Regions from separate parts of the Mus musculus genome. Here region 1 is linked to region 2. The links are chromatin contacts, called in public Hi-C maps. All regions are on one chromosome and are shown on one strand. Each heading gives the region's core, a stretch centred on a gene start, on an enhancer-like site or on the middle of the called end of the contact. The rest is flanking DNA. Distances are from core to core; before and after follow the strand shown. Region 1 overlaps Tmem182 (transmembrane protein 182). Region 2 holds the start of Mfsd9 (major facilitator superfamily domain containing 9).

Region 1 (3,489 bases), core at 224-2,723, 50 kb before region 2:
CACAAAACCTTTGACCCACAATTTGTCCTGCCTACAAGATGTGTGGGGACAGGAGCCTAACATAACTGTCATCAGAGAAGCTTCTCCCAGCAACAGATGGAAACAGATGCAGAGACCCACAGCCAAACATTAGGTGGAGCTGAGCTTGGTGAAGCTTTTGGAAAAGGAGAAGGAAGGAGTGTAGGAGCCAGGGAGGTCAAGGACACCATAAGAAATCCCACAGAATCAACTAACCTGGGCCCATAGAAGCTCACAGAGACTGAACCACCAACCAGGGAGCATGTGTAGGATGGACCTAGGCCCTCTGCACATGTATAACACATGAGCAGCTTGGCTTTTATGTGGGGCCTCTTACGGCAGGAGCAGGGGCTGTCTCTGACGTTATTGCCTGCTTTTGGATCCCTTTCCCTAAACTGGGCAGCCTTGTCTAGCCCCAACAGGAGAAGATGCTCCTAGTCCTGCTTCAACTTGATATGCCAAAGAGGATTAATATCCACGGGAGGCCTATTCTTTTCTGAGGAGAAAGGGAAGGAGGGTTGGGGAGGGAGAGAGCAGGAGGAGAGGAGGGAGGGGAGGCTGTCATTGGGATATAAAGTAAATACACTAATTACTTTTAAATATATATATAAATCTTGGCTGATCTTTCCTGTGTAGGACTGGGTGAGGCTGACTTCCTTTAGCTCCTATGTGGCAATTGTCTGAAATATCAGACCCAGGATAGCAGGAAGTGCAATTTTGGAAAGCTTTTCCCTGTAGCACTTAGAACACCTGTGTAGGCACGGTCCCACATAAAGCACCCGAGGGTACCATGAAGGCATCACTCGAAGGAGCAAGAGAGTGGTGAGGTCTTCACGTTCCCCTAACAGGGCTTCTCTGAGGACATCCAAACTGCAGCTCTGCAGATGATCAGCTGGGGGGCTTTGTCTGCTCCAAGGCCATGAGGCAGGCACAGGTCAGGACACAGTTCTATGAAGCACTCTTTCCTCAACCACCTCCAGCCCCATAGTGCTCAGAGTGAAAACAGAGCCCTGGGCTTTGGGAAATACGTCATTTCCTGTTAGGGAGTTCAGCTTCTGGGTGACTTCGGAAGCCTACTCAGTAGGAAAGTCATGTCTGAAAGAGACTTCAGCAGAGCCACCATAGCTTTACATGTATCTATTCCCAGTCTGTCTCCACACAGACTGTTTGACAGGCATAGCCACTGTCCGCAGACCTTCATAGTACAGGCACTTGGGCAGCCAGTACAGCTGGAGACCTGTGAGCCTTGCCTGTCAGCAGGTTCCTTCCTAATCCCTTCCTACTTTGGTCTCCAGTCACCTTCTGCTCTGACTGGGGCCTCTCCACTTACTTCCTCCTGTTCCTTATATGGAAGAGTGAGGCTGGACAAGATTTGCCCAGTACCCTCCTGTGAACCTCATGTACAGTCTCAACCAGAGGGAAAGGGGCCTCTTCTGCTAAGCCCACTGACATTGGCTTTCTGTGATGACCACTTCTTCCTGTACACAGGGCATCTCCAGTATGTGGTTGCTGTGGGTGTTCCCATCGCATGCACAAATAATGGTTTCTAAGGAAGAAAACACAGGCAACTTTTGCTGAACCCTTGAGCTTCTGATAAAAAACCCAAACAAACAAACAAACAAACAAAAAGACGCCACAGACTCTATAGTCTTCCAAAACAGTGTCTTTTTGCCCCGGTGTGTGTGTGTGTGTGGGGGGGGGGGTGAGTGTCAAGTACAGGGTGAGGCCACACTGCTCTCCGGGCCCTGCCCTGAGTTGGCACAGCATGGAGATATCATGGACCAAACTTTTGCTCCCACCCAACAGCTGCAACTTCAGTGTCCCTCTGCCAAGCATGGAATGACCTGCACAGGCCTCTGCTGATGACAAAGAGCCTCTGTATGTGTGTGTACACGCCCGGAATGGCCGTGTGGAAGTCAGTTGTGCCCTTCCCTAAGACTCATCTGGCCAATAACTACTCCGTCCTGTTTGTGGCGTGGGGAAATTGGCCAGACTACCCTGAGACTGAACCGCACCTGTTTCTAAGTGCCTGGCAGAGCACCATAGAGAAAGCAAGGTGGTCTGACAGAGTCAAGAAAGCGATGGTCTGACAAGCCCCAGGAGGGACGGGAGTTTGGAACTCTTGGCCCGTAGCCTGAAATGTCCTCATTTTGAAATTTATGAAACCTAACTAAATGAAGTATTTGACGTTCAATTCAGTGCAACTCTGCATTCCACATGGCACAAGGAAATCATTCCTGGATGATGAATCTAGGGCAAGAAAAGCAGCCGTGTTCCCCAAGGCTCTCCATAATGTATCATATAACTTTGAAAGGATAAAATTGTTACATCATGGGTAATAGGCAGATATTTTAAAGTTCTTCTGTTCATAGTGTTCAATTTTAAGTCCAGTTGTTGACATCACTGTTGCTTAAAGTCTGTATTTATGGTAAAAATTTGTAGTGGAATGCTAACTTTGATCAACTCCGAACACATGACTTTTCCAGCCCCAAACCACACAATGAACTTTAATGTTTTGTTTCAGGTCATGTTAGTTTTCTTTATATTCTTGCAAAATCATGCACACATTTTGTAACTGTGCCATCCATCAAGAAAATAAAAAAACAAGAGAATCTATTCTCATAATCATCTACTTCGGTAGCTTTCAGGATAGTCACTGTCCCAGATTAGAGGGAAATGGCATTTTAAAGGAAAATCTCTTCCAAAACACACGGAATATCCTTTACACAAATCATTCCAAATTAGCGAATACACAGAAACAGGTAGGTTAGTAGTTTCATGTAGAGGGAGATGAGGTTCCTTTGCAGTATGATTAAAATATTCAGAAATCACATAGTGGCGATGTTTGTACGAGTCCATGAGTGTACTAAAAATTCCACTGAATTACATACTTAAAAATGGTGGATTGAATGGTCTGTGAGTTCTTAGTAAAGCTGGGAAAAGATTAAACAGCCATGAGCTCCAGCAGGCATTAAAGAAAAGCATTAGAAGACAGGGTAAAGGGGACAGAAGACAGGGTAAGGGGACAGAGGCAGTTAAACAGGCTGCTCCTAACTGTTCCCCAGGATGATGGATGATGCTGTGTCAGCCAAGGAGCCCTTTGTGACAGTTGTCTCTACTATGGCAAGCTAAGCACAGGGTTATATAAACAGGATACTGATGACTGATCACTGATTTTGTTGAAGGACAGCATCGTGGACTGCCATACAATGATTCTAAAGACAGCAGAGCTACCCATCAGTTCTTTCCCCATAGCCTTCATTATGACTTCACTTAGAAACACTAAGTTCTCATGAGGGCAGAATATAGCACTACCATGGCGAGTTTGGTCATGCATGCTCAAGTCCCTATGTCCTGTTGGTTTTTGCTGATGTTATTGTTGTTGTTGTTGTGTTTTTGTTCTTTGTCTGCTTGACACAGCTAGAGTTACTCGACAAGAAGAACTCACAATTGAAAAGATGCCTCTACAGG
Region 2 (3,809 bases), core at 1,246-3,745:
ACAGCCATGAAGTGATACCTTTGCTCTATTACACATTGCACTGATGATGTCGCCTTGCATAAACTGTGAGCAGCAGGACTGCCTGATCCTGGGCTAGTGTGCCAGGAGACTAGGAGCCACACCAAGATGAGTATTCAGAAGAAGCCAGTTGAGAAGGTGGGGGGGTGGGAGAGAGAGAGAGACAGAGAGAGATAGAGAGAGAGAGAGAGAGAGAGAGAGAGAGAGAGAGAGAACTCTTCCTTACCCAGGCTACATGCAACAAACAGCCAGAATGAGTGAAGCCACAATATACAATGAGGGCAAGAGACAGGCTGCATCGGTGATTATGGGTCCACATGCCTCAAGGCTCAGTGCTTCTGAGCATAGATGGGCCTTTCCCCTATCACTAGGTCATTCCTATACCTGGAACTGTTTTTCATTTCTCAATAATTTTTCTCCAATTTCATTTATATTTATGTGTTGTTGTGCAATCCTTTGTCCTGGGACAAAAGAATATGGACACTCTACCAAGAGTCCTCTAAACCCACCCTGCCCACAACACTAGAAAGCTCCAAAGTGTGAGCCTAAGAAAGTCAGTTCCCTTTATAATTCTCTCTGGCACTTTGCTGTGATGATAGAGCACTAACTGGACAGCCACACTACCATAGGGCTGTGGACAGCCACACTACCATAGAGCTGTGGACAGCCACACTACCATAGAGCTGTGGACAGCCACACTACCATAGAGCTGTGGACAGCCACACTACCATAGAGCTGTGGAAAGCCACACTACCATAGAGCTGTGGACAGCCACACTACTGAAGGGCTGTGGTTGCCTAAGGAAGCTGTGAAGGTTTATGGTCTGGAGACATATAAGTGCCTCAAGACTCTGAATGAGCTATTCATTCAAAATGCTCTGCCTATGGTTTGAGTAAATTGAGGGACTGCAGAGGGGACTCTTCAATTTCAGGGAATCAAGTCAGACTTTGAACTATTAATTCTAGTCTCTTCTGTGACAAAACTTAAGAAATGCTGTTAGTAGGTGTTGGTTTTCTTCTGTTCCAGATCCCATAAGGAAGCAGCCACAGCCAAAGATTTCTGTAGGCCAAGGCATTTTACCTGATACACACACACACACACACACACACACACACACACACACACACACACAGGAGCTTGTGCTTGCATGCACATGGGCTCACACAACTGAAGTGGGGCTACTGACAATGGTTAATAGTTCACTAACTATTAAATATCACACATCTACTTTGTTTCTGTCCACTGCTCTCAGAATGAAACCTCTAGGCTATAGATGACTGAAACCCTGTTTATTCTACATCTTTGTGTTTGGATGTTTTGGTCACACCCATCTTGAAGCCTAAGGCACTACAGACTCTACTTCTTTGGTCAGCACATTGGGAACAAGCAAAAGGAATGTATTCTAAATTCTACCATTTCGTTTTCCATTTAATCACGAGGAGAAAGTCAAGTCAAGGTCCCAGGCCCTAGGGAGCTGGGGAGTTCGCTATAGCTGAACAGCTTCTGCTGTAAGGAAACAGTTGTCTGAGTCCAGATATCTCAGGGACAACTAACTTTTCCATCTTGGCTGGCAGGGTCAAACAAAATTCATGTTCCCATGTCCAGGAACCTACTCCTATCCTGATTGATGGAAACGCCCTTGCTCAACCCCTTATCTTTAAATATGATTGACAATGTTACAGCCCACCCAGCTCCCCCTCTCTTTATGGTTTCCTGCTTTAACTATGCTATACAGTATCTCTTTGAGATCATAGTTCAGCTCTCCTGTCTTTTCTGTGGCCCTGATTGATTAATAGTGTCTTGGTTATAGTAAGTTTTTGTCATCTGCATCGCCCTGAAGTTTGAGTTCCGTTGGATTTAAGCAGATCCCACAAGCACACCAAGGCTCACACTTCCTTATGTCACGTGTCCTCTAACTTTTGTGTATCTCTCTATTGTACGTTTATTATTTACAATTCTTCATGCTTTTCATGGTGTGCTCCTGTTACTCCCTGAAGCCCAACTCTCAGCCTATTTCTGGCCTGTTTTCCTTGTAGAGCTACGAAGTGCTGACTAATGCTTACAGACTTCTTGGATATCTAGAAGTCTCTCTAAATTACTACCCATTGTTTTTCAAATGCATACGAAAGCTTCCACAGCCACCTTAACTCGTTCCAGGTCTGTAGAGCCAAGTAGGAAGTAGGGCCCTGGGTCTGTGATCCTTAAAGCCAGAACGGCTATCACTGAAGAAAACCTGGTACTAGCAAAAAGACACAATTCCTTCGTGCCTTACACCACCAGGGAGCGAGGAAAGATGGCACCAGTCACTTGTCACAGAACTTGCGATCTTGAATTAAGACGCCCGCGGTAGGTACCACCACAACAGTAGTCACACCCACCCAGCGGCGCGACCTTCCATCTGCGCAGGCGCACGCAGATCGCTTCCGCCATGGGCGTGGTCAATCCTGGGCGTGGCCACGGCGGGGGCGTGGTCTGCAGTCGGCTAAGCTGTCCGCACCCCCAGCCCTCCTGGGAATGGCGCTGGGGGTCCCGGGGCACGGGGCTTCGAGGCAGGATCTAGCCTCGGAGACCCCGGTGACAGCCACAGCACCGTCTAGTGCTGTGAGCTCCCGCCGCTTCCTGCTCTGGCTCTACCTTGTAGGCTTCTTGGTGAGTGCCCGCACCGGGGCTGGGGAAAAGCACCAAGTCTCTGCAGACTTGCACTTACCTCAAGTTCCCGGGTATTTTACACAGCTCCAGCCCGGAGTCTGAAGTGTGCTGTGAGGTGCCTCCTCTTGCCCTTTCACCACTGACCTCAGGTGTGACTCCTTGACCCTGGAGGGGTCTACACTGGAGGCCTTAAAGCTGGAGATTGGAAGTTAAGGTGAACGGCACACAATTGTCTTTGGCAAAATGGCATGTGTTTTTGTTTTGCTATAATGTCTGTGCATGTGTGTATTGGTTTGGTCCACAAATAGTCCTTTGCCCTGTAGAATGAGAAGCTTAAGAAGTTATTCTCCCATCCATCTGTTTATTAATGAAGTTTCATTACTAATGAATATTCATGAAGTTTCTGAATGCCTGCCGCGTGTGGTACATGCCCTGGAGCACTGACATCATAAGCAGTTTCTGCTTCCAGAGAATTTACAGTCTTAGTCTTGGACCCTGATTCACACTGGCTCCTCTTTCAAGGCGAGGTTTAGTTCAATAGGCCTGGTTATAAGCAGCCGGAAAAATCTTTCAGTAGGATTTCTTCATCAGGCAGACGGAACCAATTAGTTGAATGATCAGTGGGAAAAGACTTTGTGGCAGGTATCTATCTGATTGGCACTGAACCTGAGAAAACAATTCCTATTGTTCCCTGTCCAGATGAAGTAAGTCTACTCTTTTTTTCCAGACTGAAGGGTTGCTGGAATTAGGAGTTAGCATGCTGAGCCATGTAGCTAAGGAACAGAGAGGCAGCCTCTGTTTGGATTCCAAATTGTCCAACAGTTGGTAGAGGTTCCGTTTAATTAATGCTTGTTAGAATCTTGAAAGAAGTAGATTTCACCAAATGTCTGTATTCACCGAGCTAGAAGGTATTGAGTACCATGCCTGAGAGATATCTCTGCCTAAAGTATACTTTGCAGGTCCCAAGATATACAGTTTCCCTTCTTAGGCTCCCTGCCTTGACTTTAGAGAGTAATGTCCTTGCTTTTTGGTTGTACTTTAGGGATGCAGACATTATTTACTTCCACTGTGTAGTCTGGTTGTTCAGAATCCAAAGCTGGGGAGTGGATGTTTCTGGGAAAGGATGCTGACTGTCATCCACT

The links. Hi-C and Micro-C count contacts between places; a contact is called where the count stands out from the background.
Region 1: a Hi-C map of the NIH/3T3 cell line shows a contact between it and region 2, with 4 times the contacts expected there. The contact joins the enhancer-like site here to the promoter of Mfsd9 in region 2. A contact is called at or near these places in 1 of 39 promoter capture datasets (3T3-L1-derived adipocytes), 1 of 15 datasets of contacts at CTCF or cohesin (the NIH/3T3 cell line), 40 of 484 Hi-C or Micro-C datasets (the AML12 cell line, LSK cells, the NIH/3T3 cell line and 24 more), 5 of 115 datasets of contacts at active chromatin or transcription factors (bone marrow-derived macrophages, embryonic fibroblasts, epiblast stem cells and 2 more) and 1 of 9 other capture datasets (adipose tissue).

What each region holds. Positions count from the first base shown.
Region 1 is chr1:40,839,120-40,842,608 of GRCm38.p6, reverse strand. The region is part of intron 4 of Tmem182 (transmembrane protein 182); the gene reads right to left. Among named protein-coding and RNA genes, the nearest start is that of Tmem182, 35 kb to the right of the region's middle. Within about 2 kb of position 1,473, at least 65 of the 459 cell types and tissues checked have an H3K27ac peak or open chromatin away from gene starts, as enhancers often do. A contact at or near this core is called in the NIH/3T3 cell line, adipose tissue, cardiac endothelial cells and 6 more, where this site is marked.
Region 2 is chr1:40,789,343-40,793,151 of GRCm38.p6, reverse strand. Mfsd9 (major facilitator superfamily domain containing 9) reads left to right here and starts at 2,495. Exons shown (of 6, transcript NM_172499.2): 1 at 2,495-2,667. The coding sequence starts at 2,533.